Linked DNA regions of Mus musculus: all the other regions are linked to region 3. The links are chromatin contacts, called in public HiChIP or PLAC-seq and promoter capture Hi-C maps. All regions are on one chromosome and are shown on one strand. Each heading gives the region's core, a stretch centred on a gene start, on an enhancer-like site or on the middle of the called end of the contact. The rest is flanking DNA. Distances are from core to core; before and after follow the strand shown.

What was found. Promoter capture Hi-C pulls out the DNA fragments that hold promoters and counts their contacts. HiChIP or PLAC-seq counts read pairs in DNA pulled down with a chosen protein or histone mark.
Region 1: an H3K4me3 HiChIP or PLAC-seq map of craniofacial prominence shows a contact between it and region 3, with 4 times the contacts expected there. The contact joins the promoter of Bcas3 here to the promoter of Tbx2 in region 3. A contact is called at or near these places in 7 of 39 promoter capture datasets (the 3T3-L1 cell line, the HPC-7 cell line, embryonic stem cells and 4 more), 1 of 15 datasets of contacts at CTCF or cohesin (embryonic stem cells), 2 of 484 Hi-C or Micro-C datasets (embryonic stem cells and liver), 17 of 115 datasets of contacts at active chromatin or transcription factors (craniofacial prominence, embryonic basal ganglia, embryonic fibroblasts and 12 more) and 3 of 9 other capture datasets (adipose tissue, liver and macrophages).
Region 2: a contact with region 3 is called in a promoter capture Hi-C map of the HPC-7 cell line. The contact joins the enhancer-like site here to the promoter of Tbx2 in region 3. A contact is called at or near these places in 20 of 39 promoter capture datasets (the 3T3-L1 cell line, 3T3-L1-derived adipocytes, the C10 cell line and 13 more), 2 of 15 datasets of contacts at CTCF or cohesin (CD8 T cells and large pre-B cells), 5 of 484 Hi-C or Micro-C datasets (the G1E-ER4 cell line, bone marrow-derived macrophages, embryonic stem cells and 1 more), 20 of 115 datasets of contacts at active chromatin or transcription factors (the NIH/3T3 cell line, T-cell acute lymphoblastic leukemia, bone marrow-derived macrophages and 15 more) and 3 of 9 other capture datasets (adipose tissue, liver and pancreatic islet).

Annotation. Positions count from the first base shown.
Region 1 is chr11:85,350,812-85,355,349 of GRCm38.p6, forward strand. Bcas3 (breast carcinoma amplified sequence 3) reads left to right here and starts at 2,353. Exons shown (of 24, transcript NM_001166643.1): 1 at 2,353-2,422; 2 at 4,077-4,164. The coding sequence starts at 4,082.
Region 2 is chr11:85,489,568-85,493,978 of GRCm38.p6, forward strand. The region is part of intron 13 of Bcas3 (breast carcinoma amplified sequence 3); the gene reads left to right. Among named protein-coding and RNA genes, the nearest start is that of Bcas3, 140 kb to the left of the region's middle. Within about 2 kb of position 2,899, at least 69 of the 459 cell types and tissues checked have an H3K27ac peak or open chromatin away from gene starts, as enhancers often do. A contact at or near this core is called in the HPC-7 cell line, adipose tissue, bone marrow-derived macrophages and 4 more, where this site is marked.
Region 3 is chr11:85,831,217-85,835,572 of GRCm38.p6, forward strand. Tbx2 (T-box 2) reads left to right here and starts at 1,399. Exons shown (of 7, transcript NM_009324.2): 1 at 1,399-2,285; 2 at 3,404-3,671. The coding sequence starts at 1,891. 2610027K06Rik (RIKEN cDNA 2610027K06 gene) reads right to left here and starts at 1,172. Exons shown (of 5, transcript NR_077059.1): 1 at 952-1,172. RefSeq lists a promoter at 934-1,924.

The DNA of each region.
Region 1 (4,538 bases), core at 1,103-3,602, 480 kb before region 3:
ACGACTAAGAGGAGGCCTTTAATTTTTTAAAATCACTATGCATTTTTGGGTGTGTGTGGGGGATGCTATGTTACATGTTTGGGGGTGGGATCAGAGGACAACTTAATTTCTTTTTCCATGTAAGTTCTGGGGAGTGACCTCGGATAGTCAGGCTTGGCAGCAAGGACCTCTACCTGCTGAACCATCTCACAAGCCCTGAGAGGAGGTTTTGAGACCACAAAGGGTTAAAACTAGAAGACAGCTGTATCAGTTCATCACATGGCTACAGCATCTGCCCATTTTCTGCCTATCTCAGGAAACCCTAGAGCCTCATCCAGAGACAACTTGCCTAGTCTGAGAGAATCAGAAGAGGAAAAAAAAAATCCTTTCCTGTTGCTACTGCGGTCCACTAAGACATTTAAGTCAGGAATGTTCGTAGCCACTGGACTGTATGTCTACCTTGGATCCATGTCCACACTGCAAGTTGGAGATGGATAGAAGTAATGTTCTTATTCATAAACATTCCCACTCATTCCCTCTTCTTTTGATTCTAAGCTATGAAGAGCTCAATAAGGAAAAACGTCCCTTATCATTTGGGTGAATGATATGGTCATTTTTGGGGAGGTAACCTCAGTTGAAAAAAAAATGCTTCCACAAGATAAGATCTGGCTCTTAGGCGGGCCTGTAGGGCATTTTAATTAGTGATTGAGGCCATGGTGGATAGTGCTGTATCTGGAGTGGTGGTCCTGGAGTCTATAAAAAATCAGGCAGGGCAAGCCATGAGTAGTAAGCCAGTAAGCAGTACTTTTTCTAGGCCTTTTTACAGCTCCTGTCTCAAGGTTTCTGCCTGGTTTAAATTTCTGTCTTGGCTTCCCTCAGTGGACTTAGGATCTGTATGTCAAATAAAGCCTTTCTTCAACAAGTTTTTTGTTTGTTTATTTTTTCGAGACAGGGTTTCTCTGTGTAGCTCTGGCTGTCCTGGAACTCACTCTGTAGACCAGGCTGGCCTCGAACTCAGAAATCTGCCTTCCTCTGCCTCCCAAGTGCTCGGAGTTCGGAGTGCCCCACCATTGCCCAGCCAGCGAGTTTCTTTTGGTCTTGGTGTTTCGTCACAGCAATAGAAACCCTAACTAAGACATATGGCCATGGAAATGAGTTTTTTTGGCCTTGACCACGACCTCCAGCTAACTCTTGACACTGATGACATGCCTAAAAAGTCTACTTTAACCTGTATGATAGGCAAAGGTACTTTTACGAATTCCTTGTTGGTCATACCTAGCCGCCTAGTCCACATCTAGGCAGGAGCATCATGTCCAAATTCCAGGCCCGTTTATTATTTTTAAAAGAATTATATCTTATTAAAAAAGATTTTTTGGAAGGGACAGTGTTTTCAAACTTGGTGGCACTGGACTGGCTTAGAACTTGTTATGTACACCAGTGCTGGGAATATAGGGAATATAGTGCATGTGTTACTGGAATCCCATAAAAAGAGATTTTGGTACAGGTTACTAGGTGCTCAGGGGAAAGATATATGGGAAAGCTAGGAGTGTGATTGTGGGTTTCTTTAAGCAAGAGCTCCCGGCCTACGACTACTTGAGACTCCATGAACCCTTAAGACGTATCCAATGCCATCTTGCAAAGCCCCAGGTAGTCTTCTTAGACTCTCTATGGATCCCTATATTGTGCAACAAGTTCCCCCTTCCAAAGTCTGGGGCCTCTCCATTTCCAGATGTTCACGAACATCCATTCCTATGACAGTAACCATTAAGGACTCCAACAAAATTTCTTACAGGCCCCCTTATTCAGAGCAAGACGTACTCAGCAGGGGACTGAACACGGACTGCCAGCCTAGACTCCCGGAAGGTAAACACAGCGCCGCGGGCGGGGTGGAGGGCGGGCTCGGGCAGCCTGAGTGGTCAGGTAAAAGTGATTGGCAGCTGCCACGTCCACGTGCTTTTAGCTTCAAATCAGCTGTCGCGAGAATTCGATGTAAACACACCAGTATACCTGGCTTCGGGCTCCTCGCTGGAGACTTCTGGCTGAGGTCCGCAGGTATTTGGTGCATGTAGCGTTTCCTTAAAACAGAAAATCCACCAAGGTGCCTCTTCCAGGCCCGCAGACACGCCTGCCTTTTCTCCCCTGCCGCCTGCATTCACAACCGAACCTGACCCACCCGCTTCACCCGAACTTCCATACTGTTGTGTTTTCCCTCCAGCCCCAGCGGATTGGATGGATTCTGAAGGCGGGTCCGCCTCTTTCCTACTCGCTGGTTGGCGAAGCTGACCTCCAAGGGCGGTGCCGCGCCGGGGCCAGTTTGCTCCTGGGATTGGCTGATGCGGTGGTTCCGCCGAGGCGTGGTAGGAAGTGCTAGCCGTCAATCACGAGGGAGACTCCAAACAGTGAGCCTGAAGCTGGAGAACAGCGTTTACCGGCGGAGCGGCCGGTGAGAGGGCTGGCGGGTCTTTGGCTTAGGGGAGGTTTGGAGAGGGAAAGGGACAGGCAGCATGAGGAAACAGGGCTTGACCAGCCCCAGTTGACGGGGAAAGGTGCTGAAACTGGAGGAGAGCTGGGCAAGAGGCCAGAGGGCGGCCGGGGGCAGTGGTGGTAGGGCTTTGGAGGTGAAGTGTGGAGTGTTGTTCCCGTGACTTTGGGGAGAGTGGGGCCCGAGGGGCTTTCGAGGAGCTGTTCTCAAGTGACAAGGCCTTTAAAGGACAGAGGTGGGGAGACTGGTTCGGGTAATAGAGGGTGGAATGAAGATGAGAGTACTGAGGGGTCTGGTGAAAGGTACTGCCTAAGAAAGGGGTAGCTGGACTAGTTGGGACAATGGGTTGTTTGGGTTGTATAGGAATGTGGGGATCAACAGTTTGGGGTTTTTCAAATGAGGTGGTACAGTGAACCCTTCTTAAAAGTGATGCTTTTAGGCTGTGGGCTTTCCTGAGCCTTGTAAGACATCTTTAGTTCTGTTGCCAGTCCCCCTTTAACCATAATGAAGCAGACTCTGTACTCTCCAAACCACCTCTATGATTCAGAAACTCATTAGATAGTCAAGGTCTGGGACTTACTTAGACTGTGGGAAAATCCAGAGGCTCCTTATATTATACGAGTTTATATTCCAAATTTGTTTACACGCTGGTGATTACGTTACAATAGCTGGAGGTTAAAATATTATTTAAATGTGGCTACACAGTTTTATCTGTCCTCAACAGATTTATCTGAAGGCAGAGTGGTATCCTGTTACGTGTATTTGTTCTGAGGCTCACATGGGCCATCTGGTCTTTATATGGCTGTGCCCTTAAGGTTGACTTTGAACTCCTGATCCTCCTGCCTCTGCCTCTCAGGCATGCATATGCATCACCACCTGTGACCAGCTTTTTAAATTATTATTATTATTATTATTATTATTATATTTTTAAAAATAAAATACTAAGAATCTCAGGCTTACATTGCCCTTGAACTCAAGGCAATTTCCTTGCCTCAGCCTCCTGGGAACTGGAACTGCTGGTATGTTATGTCCCACTGAGCTTTATATTTGCATTTCTTTATTTTTCTTTTTTTAAAGATTTATTTATTTTTATATATGTAAGTACACTGTCGCTGTCTTCAGATATACCAGAAGAGCGCTTCATAACCCATTACAGATGGTTGTGAGCCACCATGTGGTTGCTGGGAATTGAACTCAGGACCTGTGGAAGAGCAGTCAGTGCTCTTAACCCCTGAACCATCTCTTCAGCCCTATATTTGTTTTTCTAAGTGATCCTGTGTTATATAGTTCCCATTTAGTTCTCTGTCTCTTTTCCTCCTAGTTATAAATTATAGGAAGATTCTGCCAAAGACTGAACTGTCTTGACTTTCAGATACTGCATAGTTCAAGGTCAGCCTCAATTCCTGGGTAAGACCCTATCTTAAAAAAAGAAAAGTAACTTCCTGGGTGTGGTGGGTACACACCTATAATCCTATCAGTTGGGCTGGCAGGTCTCTGAGAGATCTAGGCCACAAGTTTCTGGGAAAATTCATGGTTTGTCACAGTTTGGCAAAGGGATATTTAATGAATAATCGTACACCTCTCCTTCTGACACTTTTCTTTTCTCTGGAAACAGGTCTCATGAATGAAACAATGGCTACAGATTCTCCTCGGAGACCCAGTCGTTGTACTGGCGGAGTCGTGGTCCGCCCTCAGGCCGTCACGTAAGCTGAAGAAAGCAGTATTCTAGAAAACAGTTCCCACTCAGAATATCTGTTTGAGCTGGGTGGTAGTAGCACATGTCTTTAGTCCCAGCACTTCGGAGCCAGAAGCAGATCTCTGAGTTTGAGGCCTGCTTGGTCTACAAAACAAGTTCTAGGCCCGCTGGGACTACATAAAGAAACCCTGTCTGAAAACAAGCAGACTCTCCTCCAAAACTCCCAGAGTGTCCATTCGGATAGTGGTTGCTTCTGTAAACACTTTGCACTTTTTGTGTATTTGGAAGGCTATAGTAGTAGTAACAAGGCTTCACAAGAAGGGAACACTCTCAGTGGGGCTGAGCTTGCCGTAAGCCTGAGGGGCTGAGTTTGATCCCTGG
Region 2 (4,411 bases), core at 1,649-4,148, 340 kb before region 3:
GACTCTGTCTCTCCACTCCCCCTCTCTGCTCTGTCTCTCCTCCTTTCACCTCTTTCTTCCCTCCTCTCACCTCTGTCTCCCTCCTCCCCTCTTTCTCTTTCCTGTCTCTGACAGGGTCTCATTGTGCAGCCTTGGCTGGCTTGGAACTTGCTTTGTAGACTGAGTCAGCCTTGAATCCACAGAGATCTGTGCCTCTGCACATCCTGGGATTGCTGGCATAATGTCTGCTTGATAATGTCTGGTCTTATATGGAGTTGCAAAGAATATAAAATTAGTCAAACTAATCATGTGAAAGATGAATAAAACTATTTATATATACAAAATAAAGACTGTATGGTTAAACACAGGTAGGAATAGAATAATCTATTAATTTTTTTAAGAAAAATAGAATTAATTTATCAAGACAAGTATAATGTTCTTAGTGAATTTGGCTGGGAAAACAGGATATTCCTTTAATTAAAAACATACACACAATCAACTTGGAATAGATCACAGAATTTTAAATCTGAGACAGGGAAACTTCAAAAAAGAGAGTGCAGGTTATATACCCCCTGACTCAGAGATGGGGGAAATGCCTCTCGCTGTTAAAGAATTAGCTGTCATCCAAAACAAGGGCAGCTCCAGCGGCCCCAGTGCTCTCCCCTGGACGCAGAGGGGGGATGACTGCCCTCACTCACGTGTCTCTGCTTGCTCAGAGCTAGAAATAGTAAAATAAATTCTAAGCAAACAAGATATGTGAAAAGAAAACTCAGTTTGAAATTTGTGAAAGTCACGATGTAAATATCCGTAGAGTGGAGCAACATGCAAAGTAAAACCAGGAAACATAACAGATTGGCCACTAGGATGATTACAATTTCAAAGGATAGACAGTGGTTGAAATTTGTAAGCATCTGGGAAATGTAAGATGATTGTCATTTTCAAAACAGAGTTTGGCATTGTCAAGCATTTAATATCTGACCACAGCATCTTGCCTTTCCATAATAAACTCATAGAAGTAAAGCAGCCACACAGAAAGTAGTGTTGAATACTGAATAAATAGCAGTCAGTTTGAGTGACAGTGTTCAGAAAGCGGGGACCACTGGAGAATGGATACAGAGACCGCAGCATGTCCTATTCTGTGCTGTAAGCAAGCCAACTGCTGCTGTTGCTTCTGGTGAACAGACCCAGAACTCCTGTGTGGGTGCTCTTTGACAAGGTCTTACACACCGTCTCAGTCCTAAAGCAGGCAGTATGAATTCATTTCAAGAAAGAGGTCTGTGGTTAGCCTGGTGATGGGGAGGCGATGGACAGTTGCACACATTAGCAATACATTTCTGACGCCTCTGTCTTAGTTTTGATAACAACTGTGTTGATGTATTAGACTCATAAAAATGAGCTCTTAAAAATGAATACATTCATTGTAATAAGGCTCAAGAAAATAGGAATATATTCTGATGTATAATAAGAATAACTTAAACATTTGGAAAAATAAGGGACTTATAAACATATACTTAAATATAAGTATATTACAATTTTCTATTTGATAACACAGACCTACTGCAGATTGTAACGTTACAGTAATTATTTTGGGGATTATGACATAGGCTCTGTTGTGCAGCTCAGGCCTGAGGCCTGGCGTTTTGTTGGTGCAGGCATGCCCAGGTCACAGTGTTCAACACTGAAACCGGAGGGAGAGAGCCATAGGCACTTCCATAATCCTAAAAACCTCAGAGTTCAATCTTTTATTCTCTAACTGCTGAGGTTAGGTGGCTGCATGTATGTTAAAGGAAAAAATGAGTCAGAAGTGCAATGTATGTGTGTAATATCGTCCTTCTTTTGAACCTATGTTGGTTACAGATATAGACAACTCTAGGAATGACATCAACTCAATCATCTCTTTTGTTTTCTTAGCGCTGTTTCCTTCAGTGTTTCTCACAGGATGTTTTGTAGTGCATTTTATAAAGATTTACATTCTTGTTTCCTAAATCGGAAGAGTACATTGATGGGGTTGATTATCAGTGTCTTTAAAAAGCCTAAGTGACTGCTGGAGAAATTCATGCTCTAGGGTTAGATGCTTAGGCCGGAAATAGGGAGCGTGCGTTATGTGGCTCTAGCTACAACATGGCAAACAAAAACAAACAAACAACAACAACAAAACCAAAGCTTCCGAGAGGGGGAGAGACAGAGAGACAGACAGATAACTGTGGTGGGAGAAAGCAATTCAGAAGTGGACTCTGTGTACTTGGGGACTTTGAGCTTTGAGACCACTGGTTTTCTATCAATACTGAGATTCTACTTTTTATTTATTTTACAAATTTGACTTTGTGCCACTGAAAGTTTACAAGTATAGGTCAGATATAACACCTTGCAAAAATTAATGATAAAATATAATTGGTAAATCTTGTTTTATGAGTACTACAGTGTGATGTCCCATTAAGACTTGTGTCTGACCCTGTCCTCTGCTTATGACTCTTTTGGAAGAGAGTGTGAATAACTGGTAATTTGTCTTTGAATTCCCGTGTGTGTACATGTTGAAGAACCATTCAATTAGATAGGTGTTATAAATAGGATTTTGGAAAAAAGGGCAAATCATGTTTCCAAGATTTTATAGCCTGTGCTCACTGCTGTTTTGCTAGTCTTTAATTTCACTCTTTGGTCTGACCAGCTTCGCCCATGTGAAAAGACTTAGCTCTGCAGAAGCCACAACAGCCTCAGCTAAGCTCACTCTCTGCAGCCCCCTCAGACGCTAGAGAACACCACGTACTATCAGGGCGTCAGCCCCCACCCGCCAACACTGAAGCTCATCTATCAAACTTGAGGCTTCAAGTGAGCGAGAGGAAGCTTCCAGATAAACACACAGCAGCGCCTAAATAGCTAATCACTCTGGGCTTCCGCTTCCAGGCCCTATAATTAGAAGCCCTTCTTTTCCTTGTATTCCCAGATGACGCAAATGCTTTTTGTGGCTTGGCACCTCGTTTGGGGCGTGGGTTTAGTTTATGGCCAGGCCAGCGTCTGGTTTAGTCTTCTGATGCTGCATAAATAGTTCTCAAGCCGCAGTCTATGCTGTATGACTTTTTCCTTTTATGTATATGTGCTTTAAAACTTGTTTTCCAGAAAAAAAAAAAGAGCTTACTGTTTTCAGTACGTATGTAAAAGAGGAAACTGTATATTAAGAAAAGCACTTGATTCTGTAGACAGGCACTAGCTGTTTCTTCCTTTCCTCTGCCTTTTCAAGTGCTTATGTTCTAAACGTTTTGTGGAGCGTATAGACTCATTACAGACTAGGAAGCCAAATTTGGATGAATGGAAGAGGACAGCATCTGAGGTAGGATTTGTGTGCATATAGAGGTGCAGATGGTAAGGACTATTGCTCTACAAGAGAGGTTGACTTAGAAACAACCAGAAAGACCATATTTAAAATGCTCAGCTGTGATTGCTACTCACATGTAGAACAGTAGTGGCCTGATTCAGTCAGCCCTTCATTTACATGCTCATTCTGAGGAGAATGTTGTGAGTGTACATTTACACACACACACTCACCCTCTCCCTCTCCCTCTCCCTCCCTCCCTCCCTCCGTTCCTCCCTCTCTCCCTCCCTCCCTCCCTTCCTCCCTCTCTCTCTCCCATTACAAAATGTTTCTGTTGTTTGTTAAGTGCCCCAAACTGATTTTTGTGGAAAGGTAGAATCAGAAGATGGCAGCTGAGTTGGCTTATTCAGACTTCTGTGACTGAGCAGAAAGCAGGAGTGGGAACAGCATGCATGCCTTGAGTCTCAGCATGGCTGGGACGGAGCATAGACACACACAGGGTGGCTCTCAGTAAGACAGGCATGTGAGGGCACCTCATGGCCATTCCTAGATATGGTGGGAGAGAACCTAATGTGTCTATTAATTATTACCCATTATTAAATTAATATAATGGTTGCTACTTTTCATTGATTAAAATGTATATAGCCAGAAAAATGGTTAGCCAGGGAAATCTCACCTTTAGATGGACTGTATCCTCCCATGTTAGTGATAGGCCTTACTTCTGTGCCACTTACTCATGCCCTTTATTACTGTGTGTCAACAAAACACTCAACACAATAAAAGAAAAGAACAGACCTTGGAAGTTAGGTGTGTGCAGCATGCACTATGGAACAGTCAATTTAGAATAAAAAGGGATTATTTCTCAGAACAACAGCTTAAAGCTCAATATTAAAAAGAGAATTTTCTTATTTCCCTAGAAGGGCAGATACCATGACCAAGAAGGCCATTTCCATCTGTTGCACTATGGCTCTGCCAACCCTGGGATTTCCTCAAAAACGGGAAACTCAACTGCTAATTTACGGTAGCTGGAAACCGTGTTCTCATTCTTCCCCAGCCCACTTAAAATAATTCTAAAGCGCCAGCCTGTGGTGGGACATGCCTTCCCCCAGCGCTCTTGTGTCATTA
Region 3 (4,356 bases), core at 149-2,648:
GCCGGGGGCAACTAGCTTTTAAACGCCTTTCTGGGCGGTCAGCTACCAAGTGCCTGAAGACCTGGTGTATGCAGCGGAGGGGCAAGCTGCCTGGGCCACTTACGTGGTAGGTGCCTACCACGGGGACATAGGGCTGGAGCGGCAGAATTCGCTTATACTGGTTGGGAGGGTGGGAGTATCCACTGTGGCTAGTTCACACCCTGCTTCCCCTCCCCAACAAGCACAAGGGTGTGAGCCTCAACCCTAAACAGGCAAGTGTATGATCGTTTTACTCTGGGCACACCTGATTATGGTTTTACACACACACACACACAGAGAGAGAGAGAGAGAGAGAGAAAGAGAGAGAGAGAGAGAGAGAGAGAGAGAGAGAGAGAGAGAGAGAGAGAGAGAGAGAGAGAGAGGAAGATGCATTGGGGCTGTTGCCAGAGAGATAACGAAGACTGATCGTCGAAGGGGGTGTTCACACTTGCTGGCAAACACCTCGATTCCCATCCGCATTACTCAGCTTTCCTGAACTAGGGAGCCTTGAGCTTCCAAGGGACGGAAACAATCTCTAGAGAAGTGACTGAGAAGAAAAGATGCCAGAGTTTAGGAAGAGATAGATGGGCTTGCATCTCCAGTACCGGATGCGGCGAAAATTCCTTCTGGCGCGTGTGGAGAATCTGAGTTCTAGGATCAACTAGCGCGGCACCGCCTTGGGCTCTGTAGAAGGTGCGCTCACCTACCTGGTCCCAAGGATCCATTTTCCTACTCGCCAGAAGGTTTTGGCTTAGTGACCTGACACAGACCTTCTTTAGGCTAAATGCCCGGCCCTTCTGGAACCCCAGGTTCCTGAGTCTACGAGGGGAGGAGCAGGTGGGGGTGGGGACCCTTCGTTTCCCCAGCGCAAGGCGGCGTCCCGTTCCCGCCCGTGCCGGCCCCATCAGGGTTCTGCCATGGCTCCCCACTCACCGGCTCCGGACACCTGATTCGGCTCCGGGACCTCGGCCGCCCGAGCCTCCTGATTTGCCCGCCCACCGGCCTCGCTTTCCAGTGCCCGCAGCCTCCCTCTGAAGTGCATGGACCCGGGGCGGTGACCGGGAGTGGGGTGGGAGGCCAGGCTGGGTCGCAGGCAAGAGCGGCCGGGCCTCCCGGCGCGGGAGGGAAAGGGCGCCCCCTCTCCTCTCCGGAACGTGTCAATGCTTTGCACTTGGGGCCGGCATGCGGCTAGGGGGTCCTTCCCCAAGGCCCCGGGACCCGGGCGCCCCCTGCCTCAGGCCCTTACGGCGGGTCAGATCGGTCCTCTGCGCTTTCCAGCCCTCGCCCAGGCAGCGGCGGGCGCGGGCGGCGAGGTGGGGGCCAGGCCAGGGGGAGGGGTCTCGGGGCCCGCTGGCCCGTCATTGGTTAATATTTTATTCTGTTGACATGTTTTCTTACTGCTGAGGCTTCCGACACCTTCTCCCTGGCCTCCCCTCCCGTCCAGAGCTTGGCCTGAGCTGTCAAAACCCCGCCCCCGGAGACCCACAATTGGTCCAAAAAGCGTAAAATCAGCAATCAAGGGGGGCCTGGCTCGTTAGCGCAGGGGATCCGAACAGGGCAGGACATGTGAGATAGTCACAGTTTTCCAGAGATCAGGACAAGATCTAACCAGTCGCGCGTGGTCCCCGGCGCCGGAGCCGGCCAGCCCAGCCCAGCCCAGCCCAGCCCAGCCCCGCGCAGCGCCCCCTCCGCCCCCGCGTCCAGAGCCCTGCGCCCCTTGAGGTGCGCGGGACGGGGAGCCGGGAGAAGCCGCTGCCGCGCCCGCCGCCCGGGCCGTCCGTCCTCCGCGCGCGCCGCCGCCCGGGCCGGGGGTCCGAGGCGCGCGCCCCCGGCCCCGGCCCCGGCTCCCAGGAGCCTGGGCCGGATGTCCCGATGAGAGAGCCGGCGCTGGCAGCCAGCGCCATGGCTTACCACCCGTTCCACGCGCCACGGCCCGCCGACTTCCCCATGTCCGCCTTCCTGGCGGCAGCGCAGCCCTCCTTCTTCCCGGCGCTAGCGCTGCCGCCCGGCGCGCTAGGCAAGCCTCTGCCGGACCCGGGCCTGGCGGGGGCGGCGGCCGCGGCAGCAGCGGCGGCGGCGGCGGCCGAGGCGGGGCTGCACGTCTCGGCACTCGGCCCGCACCCGCCCGCCGCGCATCTGCGCTCGCTCAAGAGCCTGGAACCCGAGGACGAGGTGGAGGACGACCCCAAGGTGACGCTGGAGGCCAAGGAGCTGTGGGACCAGTTCCACAAGCTGGGCACCGAGATGGTCATCACCAAGTCCGGGAGGTAGGACGGGCCGGGCGGGCGGGCTCGGGGACCGCACAGCACCCACCACCACTGGGTCGATGCTCTCTCGGATTGCCCCCGCTCCGGCCCTGGCGCCACACTCCTTTCCACAGACAAGCAAGCTGACTTTTTTTTTTTTCCGTTTGGCTCCGGAGCGAATTAAAAAAGAAAAAGAAAAGCAAACATCTCTCGATTGAAATAAAACGAAAACACGTTCCTAAAGAATAGTCCCAACTGTTCTGAGTCTCAAAGCCCCGGAGACTCTGGCGGGTCTCCACAGCCCCTTGCGGTCTCACTGTTTTTTTTTTGTTTTGTTTTGTTTTGTTTTGTTTTGTTTTTGTTTTTGTTTTTTCCGTCTCCTGGACGGTCTGGAAGTTCCTAAGAAAAGGGATCTTTCCCGGATTCTCCGCTCTGATCACTGGAGTCCATAGTGGGACTAGCATCCCGCCTCCTGCTAGCTCCAGGCTGACCACTTGGTTCCGGCAGAGAGTTGTCCAGCCCACAGCTAGGCCTTGGAGAGAGTCTTGCTTGTCCTTGGAGCTTGGAGCACTGGACCAGCCACCTCTTGAGGCCTTAAAGCCAGAAGAAAAATAAAATCCCCAATCTTCCCAGCACTCCAGTCTCTGAAAGTCCAGGCCTCAGGTTCACCCTGTTCCCCCGAAATTCTAGGCTAGGGTTCCCTGATTAAGCCTCTAAATCGTTTCTCCCAGACAAAGACCTTGATAGTTTATTTCTTCAAGCCCTGTCCCAAGAGTTTATTTCCTCTCTACGAATTTCAAGGCAATTCAGAAAAGCCTAGTGTATCTCTAAAGGGCCTAGTTTCCTTTCCTGGGCATCAACCCTCATCTTAGATCAGAGTGGAGGAAAGGTCTCCAGACTGAGTGCAAAACGCATCCAAAGCTTTACAAAACAGGCTCTGGCCGGCAGAAATAGGATGTCTTGGGAGTAAGAAGCACAGGCTGGGTCTTTCCAGGTAGCAACACAGCACAAGTGGAGGACATTGTGACAAATTATGTAGATAGGGAAGCTTCAAGTAGGATGTCATGTCATTGTCGGGAAGGTAAAGGGACAAAAAAGAGCCGGGTCCCAATGGCATGTCCCCCTTCCCTCCCTCCGAGGCGGATGTTCCCCCCCTTCAAGGTGCGAGTCAGCGGCCTGGACAAGAAAGCCAAATACATCCTGCTAATGGACATCGTGGCTGCCGATGACTGCCGCTATAAGTTTCACAACTCCCGCTGGATGGTGGCAGGCAAAGCCGACCCCGAGATGCCTAAACGCATGTACATCCACCCGGACAGTCCGGCCACAGGGGAACAGTGGATGGCCAAGCCTGTGGCCTTCCACAAACTGAAGCTGACCAACAACATTTCTGACAAGCATGGCTTTGTGAGTGTGGGCAGGTTGGGAAGGTGTTGAGAGCCCAGGGGCCCCCACAGTCGAGTGGGTAGAAGGAAGCTAGAGGATTTCTAGAGGGGAGCATTAGTTGAACACCCCCCACCCACAGTGCCCCTGTCTGTGGCCCAGGCAAACTGGGCCTAGGCTTCCAGAGCCCTGTTCTGCAAGCCTGAGGAAAAGTATGTCGACTGTTTGTGGAAAGCTCCAGGCTGCTCTCAATCTCAGTTTCTTTCTAACAGAATTTTGAGAGCCCCTCCTAGAATCAAGGGTGAAGCAGGTGCTGTAAGGAATGGGTCAAGCCGCCCGAGTCCTGTGGAGGTCACCCTGCTAAGGACTTGGAGATATGCAGCTTGGACACCTGCTTGTCTCCTGTAGCTAACCCTTACCCTATGGTGAGGGAATCCAGACATTAAATCTGCTCTCCTCCAGCCTTCTGGAGATCTCTGCTCTATTAAGGCAGATGTCCAGCCAGGGAACATAATGAGGAACTCCTCATTTCTACCTGAGCCAAGCTCCTAGCGAATGATGGGGGGTTCATTGGACAAAGAGAGCCTCCCAGTGCATTATAGCTAGTCCTCGAGCACCCCTCCACACACACAGTTTTCTTCCCTTGTATCTCAGGACCCAGAAATGCCAGGGGACAGTGAAGTGAAAGAATGGAGACGGTGTTATTTGT